Linked DNA regions of Canis lupus: all the other regions are linked to region 1. The links are chromatin contacts, called in public Hi-C maps. All regions are on one chromosome and are shown on one strand. The core of a region is the stretch at or near the end of the contact, and the rest is flanking DNA. Distances in the headings are between cores, read along the strand shown. Region 1 holds the start of SMNDC1 (survival of motor neuron-related-splicing factor 30). Region 2 holds the start of SMC3 (structural maintenance of chromosomes protein 3). Region 3 holds the start of DUSP5 (dual specificity protein phosphatase 5).

Region 1 (4,318 bases), core at 1,085-3,584:
TTACTATAATGATTTTCATTTTGTCTTGAAACCCCAGTGCAGGTTTTCAAAAGCCAAGTTTTATTCCTACTGAACTTTCCCATGACAGACAAAACAGATCTTTCCACATCCACTCAATTTCAACAAGTATCAACAACTACACTGTAAAATCTAGCCTTAAATTCAAACATTATGTAACATTTATGCAGAAACCAAGTATCTCTTTAGATATTCTTATGTTTTCAATACAAGTTGTTTACCTGCTAGCTTTGAAACACACACACACATTCTCATTTCTGTTTCAAAGAATCTTGTAACATTAAAAAAAATCTTAATCAGGTTACATTTTTCTCATTGTTTTTTATCATTTATAAAACGCTTCCACATTCTTTTAATTCCAGTATAGTTAACATTTTTTAAATTCCTCATATTTTTCTTTTAGTTACCTTTTGAACTAAATTTCCTTTGCCAGATCTTTAAAAATAAAAGCATTTTCTACTGTAAAGTTAAATGTACCTCTTCTCTAAAAGGTTTGACAAAATTCTAAAACCAACTCTTTTAAGTTAAATCAACACACAAGATTTACATAACAGAACAACGCTTTACTCATTTTGAGGTCTGTAACAGAGGAAGCAACCCTACTTCTATGAGCCATAAATGCCTATGTACATACACACATGTACACACAAGGGAGAGTAGGAGAGGAAATATCCCCCTCCAAATGGTGCTTTGGATTCTAAGTAATAAGATCATTTGAAAAAGAATAGTTTTTCCAAGCAATGTAACTATTAGTGTCCTCTTATACTTACCTGTAAGTCTTTCTTTAATTTTAGCAAATCTTCATTTTCTCCATTTCCAGACAATGCAGCTTCAACTTGCTGGAGTTGAGCTTTGTAGCTTGCCAACTGCTTTGCTAGATCTTCTGACATCTGGGGAAAATAAAAGAGTAAGATCATGAAAACTGAACCAAAAGCACCATAAAAAAAAAATAATAATTTCCCTGTCTGCCTGCCTTCATCCTTACCAGTTTTGCTCCTCAATGTAATTCATTGTTGCAGCTTAACTTATTACCATTACCTTTACTCTTAATTATGAGAAGAGCTGGGAGTCAAACCCAAGCTTCAGGGCAATGGATTCCACAGTTTATAAACACGTCCAATAAATTCCACACAGAAACAGAAAACAAGAGCTAAGACAAAAGGGAGAAGGATAATTTCCAATTTTCTTTAAACTTCTGTAACAGGGAGGACACTCTATTTGGCTCTTTTATGTTTGTTTGTTTGGTGTTACAGCTTTACCAAAAAAAAAAAAAAAAAAAGAAAAAGAAAAGAAAAAAAAAAGCACTAATCTGTTGAAGAGTGGAGACTTGATAAAGTGTTTTTAAGCACTCAATACTACATCCAAAACAAAACAGAAATGGCTTTTGGATTAACTACATAAATAATACTCCCTCCGTGAGATAGGAGTGTGTTTAGAACCTCTCTCCAGAGCAAAAAAATGTTTCACCCGGTCACTTAAATATCGCCGATGCAGCTCCTTCACTAAAGAAACGGCACGAACACGGTCCCGCTTAGGCTTTCTAAGGAGCGTGCCTTTTTCACCCACCGGGCTCATTCTCCTCCGGAAAATACGACACGAGAATCCCTTCTCGGTGCATAAAGCAATCACGCGGGGTTTCCGAGGACCCTTGCCTTCCAGTTCCCGTCCAGCACAGCCTGGAATCTGGAAGGGCTCCAAAGGGGCGAGAGCAAGCCCGCCACAACCGCTCGAGGACTTCAGACCTCCAAATCCAAACACAAGCTCCAGGGAAACCGAAAACACAACCGGAGCGGCCCCCGGCGGCGCCGGAGCCTCCTACCCGCAAGGCGCCCCGCAGGAAGGCTGAGGGCGTCCTCCGGAGGCCTCCCGCGTCCCCACCCCACCCGACCGGCTCCCCGCTTGGCCCCCGTCGCCGCCGCCGCACGCAGCTCCCAGCCCGGCCCAGCCCGGCCCAACCCCGGGTGGGAGGGGGGCCGGGCCCCTGGGATTCTAGCCGGCTGCCCAAGCCTCTCCGGCGCGGCCCGCCCGCTCCCCGGCCTCAGGCCTCTGCTCCGACCCGAGGCCCAGGCCCGGCGAGGCCCTGCTCTCTTCCCTCATCGGCTTCGTTACCTTGGGTGGGGCTGGGGGCAGGGCGCAGGAGAGGGTCGGGGCAAAGGAGCCCAGTGGTGGTGGCGGCGGCGACGGCGGCGGCAGCAGCAGGAAAAAAAAAAAAAATCTCCGCGGCAACAACAAGGCGACTCGGTCTGAAAAGGAAGAACTTGGTCAGCGACGAGGGGGAGGGGAAAAAGCCGGGCACTAGAAGGAGGAAAAGACAGAACGGATCAAGCCTCGCGAGAGGTTAAAAGCCTCGCGAGACGTCACCTCCTCACGTGATTCCCAGCTTTCTCTGCGCCGCCCACCTTTACTCGCGTTAGAGACGCGGAGTGGGCGGAGCTTCGCAGAAAGGAAATGGCGTAGCTTGGCTGCGCCAGGCGCCGGATGTAGGTTTGTCTCATCCTAATTTCTGCTGCGCGTGCAGAGTCCTTGGCTTATTTAGGAGTAGGTACCGGTGCGCCCTTCCTGAAGTTCCCGAGAGGATAATCGCGTGTGCCTTCTTAGACGAGTGGTGCTGGGAGGTGGGAGGGACGGAGTTTAGCGCAGCGTGCATGGTGGCGGTTGGGTCGCAAAGTGTGGTCCCCGCAACCTCCGCATCGTGTCTGGTAACTTATTACGAGCGCGGAGTCTCAGCGCCCGCCCCAGACTTCCTGAATTAGAAATCCGAGGGGTCTCAGCAGCCTGTTTTAACAAGCGCTCCAGGTGATACCAGCGTCCGCTCAAGCCTCAGAGCCATCGCATTATATGATAATAAGGCTCAGTAACAACAAAAAGCTAATTAAGTTGTGGCAGGACCTATTGGAGAGAAGGTTGATTGATTTAAAACCTATTTTGTTTGAACTGACTTGCTTTTAATAGATTACATAGGGGGACGCAAGGGTGGCTCAGCGGCTGGGCGTCTGCCTTCAGCCCAGGGCGTGATCCTGGAGTCCCGGGATCGAGTCCCGCGTCGGGCTCCCGGTGCATGGAGCCTGCTTCTCCCTCTGCCTGTGTCTCTGCCTCTCTCTCTCTCTCTGTCTCTTGAATGAGTAAATAAATAAATAATGTAGGTTAATCTCGCGGGATAGGGGGCAATCTCCCAAGTTCTTGTCTTTTTTTAATAATAGATTTATTTTTTATTGGTGTTCAATTTGCCAACATACAGAATAACACCCAGTGTTCATCCCGTCAAGTGCCCCCCTCAGTGCCCCCCACCCAGTCACCCCACCCCCCGCCCCCCTCCCCTTCCACCACCCCTAGTTCAAGTTCTTGTCTTGAATGGTAAGCAGAGTGATGTATTTTCATTTTTGTTTAAAAAGAAACATGTTTGTAATAATACATATTTTTTCTATACACATAAACCTATCTAGGGATTCGGAGTAGAAGCCAAATGTTATCTTTTTTTTTTTTTTAAGATTTTATTTATTTATTCATGAGAGAGAGGCAGAGACACAGGCAGAGGGAGAAGCAGGCTCCATGCAGGGAGCCCGACGTGGGACTCGCTCCCGGGACTCCAGGATCACGCCCTGCCCCGAAGGCAGGCTCTAAACCGCTGAGCCACCCAGGGGTCCCCTAAGCCAAATGTTTTCACTGATTATCTTTTTCACTTTACCCTTTCTAAATTTTTACCCTTACGTATACTATTTTTTCCAATTAAAAATCCAAGAATCTTGGGAGACAGGCTTTATGAATGCTAGAAAGACCCTCTGGGGGCTGTTGCTGGACCCTTAAGAAAGCCCTCCTCAGATGGGCTTTTTTGGACTGGGACATCTTGCTCTAGCTCCTTCTTGCTTCTTTGAGGGGGCCTTCCCTTTTCTTCTCTACAGACACCTATCCCTTTTACTGAGATATTTAATAGAGATGGAAACTAGGTTTGTGATAACCGGGGTGGCAATTTGGAAGAATTGGAGATGCTGCAGGGGGCAGTAGTGTGTAGCTAGAATTAAGAGGGAAGACCGCTGAGAAAGGATATACTTCCTTAACATAGTGGAAATTGGTTTCAAATATAATGTAGTTTGTAACAATTGCTCTTATTCTAATTCTAATTGTGTATTTGAAGAACTAATGCCGGAAGGATCTTCCTTGAATATAAAGTAAACTTTGCAGTTGTGTAAAAATCTTTAAGAGAACCTTTTTTTTCTTTTCTAAGCTTTACTTAAGTAATCTCTACACACTGTGAGGCTGAACTCATGATCCTGAGATCGAGAACTGCATGTTCTTCTGACTG
Region 2 (4,318 bases), core at 1,357-3,856, 220 kb after region 1:
TCACACATTGCTGGTGTGAATATAAAATGGCACAGCCCCTTTGGGTATTAGTTTGGCACTTCTTCAAAAAATTAAATGGACAGTTACCATGTGACCCAGCCTTTCCACATCTGGGGATATACTCAGAAGAATGGAACATATTTCCACACAAAAACTTGAACGTGAATTTTTTTTTTAAAGAATTTATTTATTTATTCATGAGAGAGAGAGGCAGAGACACAGCAGAGGGAGAAGCAGGCTCTATGCGGGGAGCCCAATGTGGAACTTGATCCTGGAATTCCAGGATCACACTCTGAGCCAAAGGCAGATGCTCAACCACTGAGCCACCCAGGTGTCCATTTACCAGTTTTGTGACTGATTTAGGAATAATATTTTAGCATTCTTTTTTCTCTCAATGACCATCTAAATTTAAACCAGATTTGTCATCTTCCTGAGTCTCTCATTAATGAATTAAGTAGAATGTTGACACATGCTTATGTGAGATTGAGTTTTTAAAAAATAAAAACACGAAGATTACCATGGCATAAAGATACACACATAGGGAAGCAAAGTGAAGGTTATTGGCAATTTTTCAGGCAGTTGTTTTTGAATGAGTTTTTCCAATAATGACAATTTCCCCAACATCATCCAGTACAGGGATGAAGATCCTTACTTCCTATGAGGTATAAGGGCTTAATCTTGGCTTTTGGGACTTGATATCTGAAAAGGCTTCCTCCGAAGTTCCCCTAAGCTTCCCCCAAAAAGTTTTGCAATATCTCCTATATATCTATGAAGGAAGTAATAAAAACTTTTGTATTTCTTTTGTGAGTCTCATCTTCCCACAAATGGTATAGTTCTATTTTGCATGGATGAGAATTTTCTAGGTTTTCTCTTAGGTGATTTGGGACCTGACGGTACCAGGAGTCACCAAGAGAAAACTATACTTTGGGATCACGTCTGCTGTGCCAGTTCTATCTCTTGGGGACCATAAGAATTGAATATAAAAGGAGTGATAATGAGATATTTCCTTCCTGATCACTGGACTGGGAGGTACCCATGGAAAATCTGTCCACCCTAAGAATGAAGATAGGTAGGGCACACATTTTTTAAAAAGTCTTTTTTAAGAGGTTTGGAGAAGTAACTTAGAGATAAAATCATTTGTGATCCCTTCCAGGGATGATAAAAGATTGTGAACTGAAAATAGCTTAGAGATAGGGCTTTATTTTGGACTGTCTTAACAATGGAAGGAGTATCAAGAGGAGGATGAGAAACTATGACCTCCAGGGTCTTTATCATATGTGTACTTAGTCCCTGCCCTATACTTCACCTTCACTGTCCTTGGAGTCTTTATTGCTCCAGATACTGTAAACCAGGTTGAATTTTTCTGAAAGGTCTACAGCCTCAGAATTTTTTGAAGCAGGGTCAGAAGCCTGGGTAACAGCATAACCAGGTCCTCTCCCCAGGTCTCATTACAAGATGTCAGCCAGACTGCAATTTCATAGAAGTCTCAGGGGCATACATCTCTATAATTTGAGTAAATAGAATTATTTTATACGTCCCATTTTTAATTCTAAAAATGAAGTGATTTTTATCATCCTTATGTTATGGAATAGGAAATGGAGGCTTTCAACTTTAATTATTAATATGCCTCCAATCCCACAGAAATTGACACTGTAGAGACACTAATCCCAGAGAAATGTTTGAGGGATTTTTTTCTTTTTCTTTTTTTAAACTCCAAGAGCTGCAAAGGATTTGACCTTGCCAGCACCAAGGGTGAAAAGGATGAAGTTAGCAGGTCATTAAAAACAGTTCAATCTAGAAATAATTAGGGCTGGAACAGCTCACAGCAGCGGGAGGGGCAGCAAAGATCGACTGACTTAAGGGGCAGGTAATTTTACAGCGGCCCAGAGATCCAATTTCTAACTAAAGTTTTTTCCTTCCTAAAAGTGATCAGATTAGATCTAAACGGCGCTGCTAGCACCATCTTTCAGGCTGTTAAAGAAAATAAAAAAGCTTTTATTCTTATCTAAATCTTTTTGTTGCAATTGTCCAAATCTGCCTAGATTTTCAGCAGAAGAAAGGAAGAAGTCCAGGCTATTAATTTTCACAGTATTACAACACATTTTCGAGCGACACGTCCCTTCCGGGCTGCGCTGCGAGTGCGCTCCGAGCCGGGGAGGCCATTCTAGGTTCACATAAACCCCCAGAGAGCGCGGAGAGAGACCGGCCGCCGCCCCCGGGTCTCCGAGACCCTGCAGGTTGCAAGAGCCGCGCCGGGTGCGCGTTTTTAAACAGCCCGAGGTCACGTGGCCACCGGCAAGCCCCGCTATTGGCTCTCGGGCTCTCACTCTTGCCTTTGGCGCCGAACCTTTCGCCCCTTGTGGACGCAACCATTGGCTCCGCGCTCGGAGGGAACACGGGCCAACCTCACGCACAAGGCTTTTCCGAACGAAGCTTCCGACTAATTTTCAGGAGAATTTCAGCTACAGACTCAACAATCAAATGAAATCCACTTAGGGACGCCGTGTAAGGCTCCTTTGGACAAAAAGAAAGAGAAGACCAGACCCCGACGCCCCCTACGCTCTGTAGGGGCCGAGAGAATGGTTCCGCCCAAGGCGCGGACTCCGCCTCCACGGGCGCCGCCATTTTGTTTGGCTGGAGCGGGGCGAGCGGCGCCTTGGGGGAGGGGTCTCGTAGGCGTCTCACTGGACCCCACGACCGCGCTGTCGCTTCTCCGGAGGAGTCCTCCCCGGCGAGGGGCGCGGAATCATGTACATAAAGCAGGTGAGGTCCGTGCGTCCCGCCCGCCCCGTCACGGGCCTCGGAGGGCCGCTCCGTGAGGCGGGGGTGTCGCGGGGCGACCGGGGCCTGTCGCCTCCCGCCTCCCGGCAGGGCGGACCCCGAGCTGAACGCGGGCTGCGGGGGAGGGGAGAGGCCCCGCCCCGCGACGCGGGGCCCTGAGAACTGGGGCGCGGGTCTGCAGCGCGGGCCGCCTCGCGGGGCGCTCCCCTGAGGAGGCGGGCGCTCCAGGAGGATTGGAGGGCGGGCGGGCTCGAGGGCGCCGAGCTGGCTGGGGGCCGCGGCGGGGGCGCGTGAAGCGGTGGTCTCCTCGCCTCAGCCCCGCGGCGCTGCTCGGCCGGGGGTGGGGGGGCGGCTCGGGTTGGGGTGTCAGCCTAGCCGCGGGTCTTTGTCCTCGAATTGCGGGAGACGCGAAGGGGACGCCCCCCCTCGCGGAAGGTGTAGCGCCACCTCGTCCACTTGTGTACTTCTGTCAAAATGTGGTCTTCCCGCGCTGCAGTCCACCGCGGAGACGAGCCCTTCACGCTCTTGGAGAAGTTTCTCTGTGGGATGTGTTGGACTCTTAAGCATCCCTTTCTTGGAACGTCTGCTTTTTTTTTTTTTTTTGTTTTTGTTTTTTGGCTAGTGAGTCTGAGGGAAACGCTTTGGATAAGAAAACTGGGGCCAGCCCAGCGCGCCTGCTTGACACAGTTTCCAACAGTGCCAGTGGTTACCAGTAAACCGGCAGGTGTTTTTGTTTTTTGTTTTTTTGTAGGATTTTTAATCCCCACTTTCCAGAATGAGTTTCTCTTACATGAAATTGAAAGTTTTCTATCTTGCATTAGGGGAGAAGCCAGAAAGAGAGAAGTGCCGAGGAGAAACGTTAGTTTAGGAGTTACTTCTTTTAGTATATGTTCCCTGAAAAGTGCCTTTTTTTATTTATCAGGTTATCATCCAGGGTTTTCGGAGTTACAGAGATCAAACAATTGTAGATCCCTTCAGCTCAAAACATAATGTCATTGGTAAGTATCCATGGCTTACAACTTCAGATTTATAGGTGTAGAACCATTTAAATTCTGTCCTTAAAAAAAAAAATTCTGTCCTTTTAGGTTTAAGAAAAGAGGAATTGGCTTGGAGTATGACATAAGTAAATACATGTTTTTTGTATATGACATAACATGTCTATCAGCACTGATGGTTTGCTTATTTTATACATTAAAATATTTGCATAAGGGATCCCTGGGTGGCACAGCGGTTTGGAACCTGCCTTTGGCCCAGGGCGCGATCCTGGAGACCCGGGATCGAATCCCGCGTTGGGCTCCTGGTGCATGGAGCCTGCTTCTCCCTCTGCCTGTGTCTCTGCCTCTCTCTCTCTCTCTCTCTCTCTGTGGCTATCAAATAAATAAAAATTTAAAAAAATATAAAAATAAAATAAAAATAAAATATTTGCATAAGATAATCACTAGTTACTCATTCTTATTTGGGTAGCCTTGTAGGTTGTGTGAAAGTGTGCGTTAGAGCTTTGTTTATAGCAAATGACACTCAATTTAGCTTTTGAGGT
Region 3 (4,318 bases), core at 837-3,336, 160 kb after region 1:
CTTGAAGTTTCCCTCAGCTCTCCTCTCCTGCTCTGGGAGGCCCTCTCAGGTCCCCCCACTCCCCACACCCTGGATGCTATTCCATACGGACTGCAGGACCTTAAAGAGGCCTGTGGCTGTGCCAAGCCTCCTCTCTGGGCTGGGGGCAACCAGTCTTGCTCACTCGGGTGTCCAGCACCCAACATGGAGCTGGGCCATGTGGGTGCTCCATACATGTGTGGCTCTGGGCTGAAACATCTGGTGGTGGATGTTGCTGGTGACACTGGAGGCAGGTGCAAACTGCAGGGAAGGCTGGCAGGAATAACCCCAAAGAGAGACCCCCCCCCCACATCACATCTTCCTTAGGGCTCCAGGGGCAGGGCCAGGACAGTGCTCAGATTGAATGCAGCTGTGACCCAATAACAACTATCTAGCGTCCGGTTTGATTGCATTTGATTTCAGAATTTGATCTCTGCTTCCTTCTAGAAACCTCATTCTCCTGTGTCTAGTAAACAAGCACCTTTTTCGTGGAAGCAGGCTGTTTTGTACTGAGCAGCTCCCTCCCTGCTCCAGCTAATAAAACGAAAATGGTGGGTCTCCAAGCTGGAGAGTAGAGGCAGGTTCCCTCACACCTGTTCCTGCAGCCAGCGGAGCCCTGGCACGAAGCTGGCCCTCAATGAATGCCTGCTGAATGGGTGAACGTGCCCCGTTCACCAAGATTGGGGATGGGAAGCCTGAAGCTGCTGGGGACTGCTGGGGAGCAGACAGCCTGGGATTAGGCTTGATCCACAGATAATCCCCCAAATCCAGAAGCCACCTGGACAGTTGCCTGGACTGAGCTCCGTCAACGGATGCATGTTGACGCTGCAGCCGATTCCGTGATAGATTTTCCAGGGGCCAGAAGACGGCTCCTCAAAAATAAAAAAAAATAAAATATAAAAAACAATTATTCTCATTATTGTTGAAGTGTTACAGAGAAAAAAGGACTGCCCATCCTTTGAGGGCAGAATCCATTTGGGGAGATAAACTGCTGGCTCTTCTCTCCATTTTGACTTTGAGGTTGCCTTTATTTTATTCTTTTTTAAGATTTTATTTATTCATGAGAGACACAGGAGGAGACGCAGGCTCCACGCAGGGAGCCCGACGCGGGACTCGAACCCGGGACCCCAGGATCAGGCCCCGGGCCGAAGGCAGGCGCTGAACCGCTGAGCCACCCGGGGATCCCCGAGGTTACCTTTATTACAGAAAACGTCAAGCACACAGAAACGTGGAGAAAACAGTGTAAGGAGCCCAGCAGACGGTGGCCGTGCCTGCACTCCACCGGTCACCGACGCAAACCCAATCTGGAGTCTTCCATAGCTCATCCCTAGAGGCGAAGCGCGAAGCACGTCGTTCCCGCGTCAGGCCTCGGGGAAGCCCAGGCTCCCGCACCGGCTGCCCCGCGGGCACAGGCGGCGGGGGGGGGGGGGGAGGGGGGGCTGCCCTCGGCCCCGGCTCGCTCCGCGCCCGGCTCGGCCCCCAGCAGCCTCGGCCCCCGCGTCTGGGAGCCTCGGAGGCGGATCGCGCGGCGCCAGGCCCTGCCTCCCCCGCCGCCCCCTCTTCCCGCACAGCGTGGGTCACCTCGGCCTCGCGGCGCTCCTGACAGCGGCGGCGGCCCGGGTGATGCGCGAGTGAGTGTGCCCGCGCCGGCCGCAGGGCCGAGGGAGGCGCCTTCCACTTCCTCCCTCGCCGGCTGACTAAGGGCGCGCCCGCCCCACGCCTCCGGCTCGCTCCCCGGGGCGGGGCCAGACGCCGGGGGCGGGGCGAGGCCCCCTCCGGCCTTATATGGGCAGCCGCGTCACGGGGCGCTCACTCATTCACATAAAACGCGGCGCTGCCGGCGGAATCCCCGGCTTCTGGGGCGGCGAGTGGCCGGGCCGGCTGCCGAGCGTGCGGGGCGGGAAAGAAGAGCCGCGCGGCCGCTCCGGCTCCGGCTCCGGCTCCGGCGCCGGGCTCGGGCGGTCGGTGGAGCGGCCGCAGCCTCGCAGCCTCGCAGCCTCGCAGCCTCGCAGCCTCGCAGCCTCGCGGGCCTCCCGTGCCTCGCCGGCGGGCCCCGGCCGGGGGCACCTGCGGGGCGCGCGGCATGAAGGTCACGTCGCTCGACGGGCGCCAGCTGCGCAAGATGCTCCGCAAGGAGGCGGCGGCGCGCTGCGTGGTGCTCGACTGCCGGCCCTACCTGGCCTTCGCCGCCTCCAGCGTGCGCGGCTCGCTCAACGTCAACCTCAACTCGGTGGTGCTGCGGCGGGCCCGCGGCGGCGCGGTGTCTGCGCGCTACGTGCTGCCCGACGAGGCGGCGCGCGCGCGGCTGCTGCAGGAGGGCGGCGGCGGCGTGGCGGCCGTGGTGGTGCTGGACCAGGGCAGCCGCCACTGGCAGAAGCTGCGCGAGGAGAGCGCCGCGCGCGTCGTGCTCACCTCGCTGCTCGCCTGCCTGCCCGCCGGGCCGCGGGTCTACTTCCTCAAAGGTGAGCGCGTCGGGGCGCCCGGCCCGCGCCCCCGCCCCCGCCCCCGCCCGGCCCGGGGGGTTGGGGGGCTCCCGTGCGCTCCTCGTGCGGCGCGCCCCCCGCCACCCCCGCCACCCCCGCCCCGGGCGTCGCCGCCTCCCGAAGTCCGCACCCGGGGCTGACGTGCGCCGGGGAGGCCGCTGCCCGCGCCAGCCTCGCAGCCTCGCCCTCCCACCCGCGTTCCTCGAAAGCTCCGGGCAGCCGGTCGGCCCGGGGCGGGGGGGGGGGGGTCCCGCGGAGGGGGCCGTCGGCTCGTGCCGCGCGCGCCCAGCCTCGCCGGCTTAGCCGCCCTCGCGGGGGCCGGGGCTCCGAGCCCTGCTCCGGGACTGATCTGGCGGGATCAGCGGGTCGCGCCCCCAACCCCCCGCCCCCGGAGCGTGGCGCCGCGGCGCCCCCTTCCTCCCGCCTGGACGGTTAACGTGTGCTGGGCAGTCTTCGCCGACCCCTCTTGCCTTTTTGACCCTGGCCAGCCCCTCCCCTTCCTTTCCACTGCATTTTACTGCTTTTTATTGTTTTCCTCCGGCCTTCCCGTCTCCCCTCCCAGGTCTTTCTCTAGCTCCATTTGGAACCGACAGCCTTCCCGCTCTTCTTACCCCTTCCCTTAACTGCCCCCCGCCCCCTGGCCCCCAGGTCATCCCCGGGGCCGGCTCCCTGACGGCTGCCAGGGGTTGGGGGGCGGCCGGCCGGGAGCCAGGATTTGGGAGAGGCGTAGCGGGCTGGTGGCCAAAGGGACTCCGTCGCCTTTGGTCTGAGTCGCCCCAGGAGGTGCCCCACCAGTCCGCCCATTACACCTGCTGGAGAGAGGACTTTGACTTCTGACCCTTGTAGTGAGCAGGTGACTTACTTTCAGACTACGGAGCTTTGATTTCTGGATCCCTTCCTATGACTTCTCGCGCCTTGTCTTGAGTTCTTTGTAATCTCCGATGTGTAGAAGACCTAGTCCACAGTGCAGAGATGAGAGTTCAGCCGAGCTGTGCCCCAAGGCCCTGCCAACCCTGTTGCCCACTCCTTGAGATACAGCAGGAATGTGGTTCAGAACTCGGATGCAGTGAGCTGAGGATTAGGGCCCTGTTTTAAAACCATGCAGTTTGGGGAATTTCACACACTCTAGGCCAGGAGATCACACGCGCAGCCCCCACCTCCATTAGCACCTCTTACAGACTGTCCCCTGTTTATTCCTGTTAGGGAGATGACAAGCAGAAGATGGTCATCTTCTCAGCTTGCAGGGGATGGAGAGATGCCCTCCCAGCTCTGCAGAAGTTTTGCACTTAGCCTGGGATTTCTTTCTCTTCCTGATGTGGTTTTTATGTCCTGTTCTTAGTAATGGGTACAGGAAAAGCTACTGCCTCCCCTGTAGCATGAAAGAAATGTTCCAGGAAACCCCTCCGGGTCCTGCCTCTGCTCCGTACCCCTCTGGGGGGGGGGGGGGGGGGGTTGGGGGGGGCACGCTGACTGTTTAGTAGAAGTTACTGCCACAGGAAAGAAGGAGCTCTATAGACTCACATCTTGGGAAAATTCATGTCTAAAAAAAATTTTTTTGAGAGTAACATACACAAGTAAAATTATAAAAGCACAAAGGCTGTACAATGAAAAAAGTGTCTTCTGCACACCATTGAGCCCGGTTACACTCTCCAGAGACAGCCACCAACTTTTTTTTGTTCATCTTTAGACAAGCTGATTTTCCATGAGTATCTTTAAAAAAGAGGATGGTTTTGTATATTTCCAGTTCCTGCTTCTTTCACTTAACTAGATCTTGGGAGACTTGTCCATATCCGAGCATACATGTCCCTTTTACTTTT

Evidence for each region. A called contact is a pair of places that touch in the nucleus more often than the background predicts.
Region 2: a contact with region 1 is called in a Hi-C map of blood, with 5 times the contacts expected there. The contact joins the promoter of SMC3 here to the promoter of SMNDC1 in region 1. A contact is called at or near these places in 4 of 9 Hi-C or Micro-C datasets (amygdala and blood).
Region 3: a Hi-C map of blood shows a contact between it and region 1, with 4 times the contacts expected there. The contact joins the promoter of DUSP5 here to the promoter of SMNDC1 in region 1. A contact is called at or near these places in 2 of 9 Hi-C or Micro-C datasets (both in blood).

The regions. Positions count from the first base shown.
Region 1 is chr28:21,895,794-21,900,111 of UU_Cfam_GSD_1.0, forward strand. SMNDC1 (survival of motor neuron-related-splicing factor 30) reads right to left here and starts at 2,335. Exons shown (of 6, transcript XM_038578766.1): 1 at 2,128-2,335; 2 at 789-908. The coding sequence starts at 908. LOC102156445 (a long non-coding RNA gene) reads left to right here and starts at 2,064. Exons shown (of 5, transcript XR_005380585.1): 1 at 2,064-2,502.
Region 2 is chr28:22,111,595-22,115,912 of UU_Cfam_GSD_1.0, forward strand. SMC3 (structural maintenance of chromosomes protein 3) reads left to right here and starts at 2,607. Exons shown (of 29, transcript XM_038578770.1): 1 at 2,607-2,763; 2 at 3,704-3,779. The coding sequence starts at 2,749.
Region 3 is chr28:22,054,580-22,058,897 of UU_Cfam_GSD_1.0, forward strand. DUSP5 (dual specificity protein phosphatase 5) reads left to right here and starts at 2,087. Exons shown (of 4, transcript XM_038578769.1): 1 at 2,087-2,480. The coding sequence starts at 2,102. LOC102156502 (a long non-coding RNA gene) reads right to left here and starts at 1,714. Exons shown (of 7, transcript XR_005380600.1): 1 at 1,600-1,714; 2 at 1,214-1,345.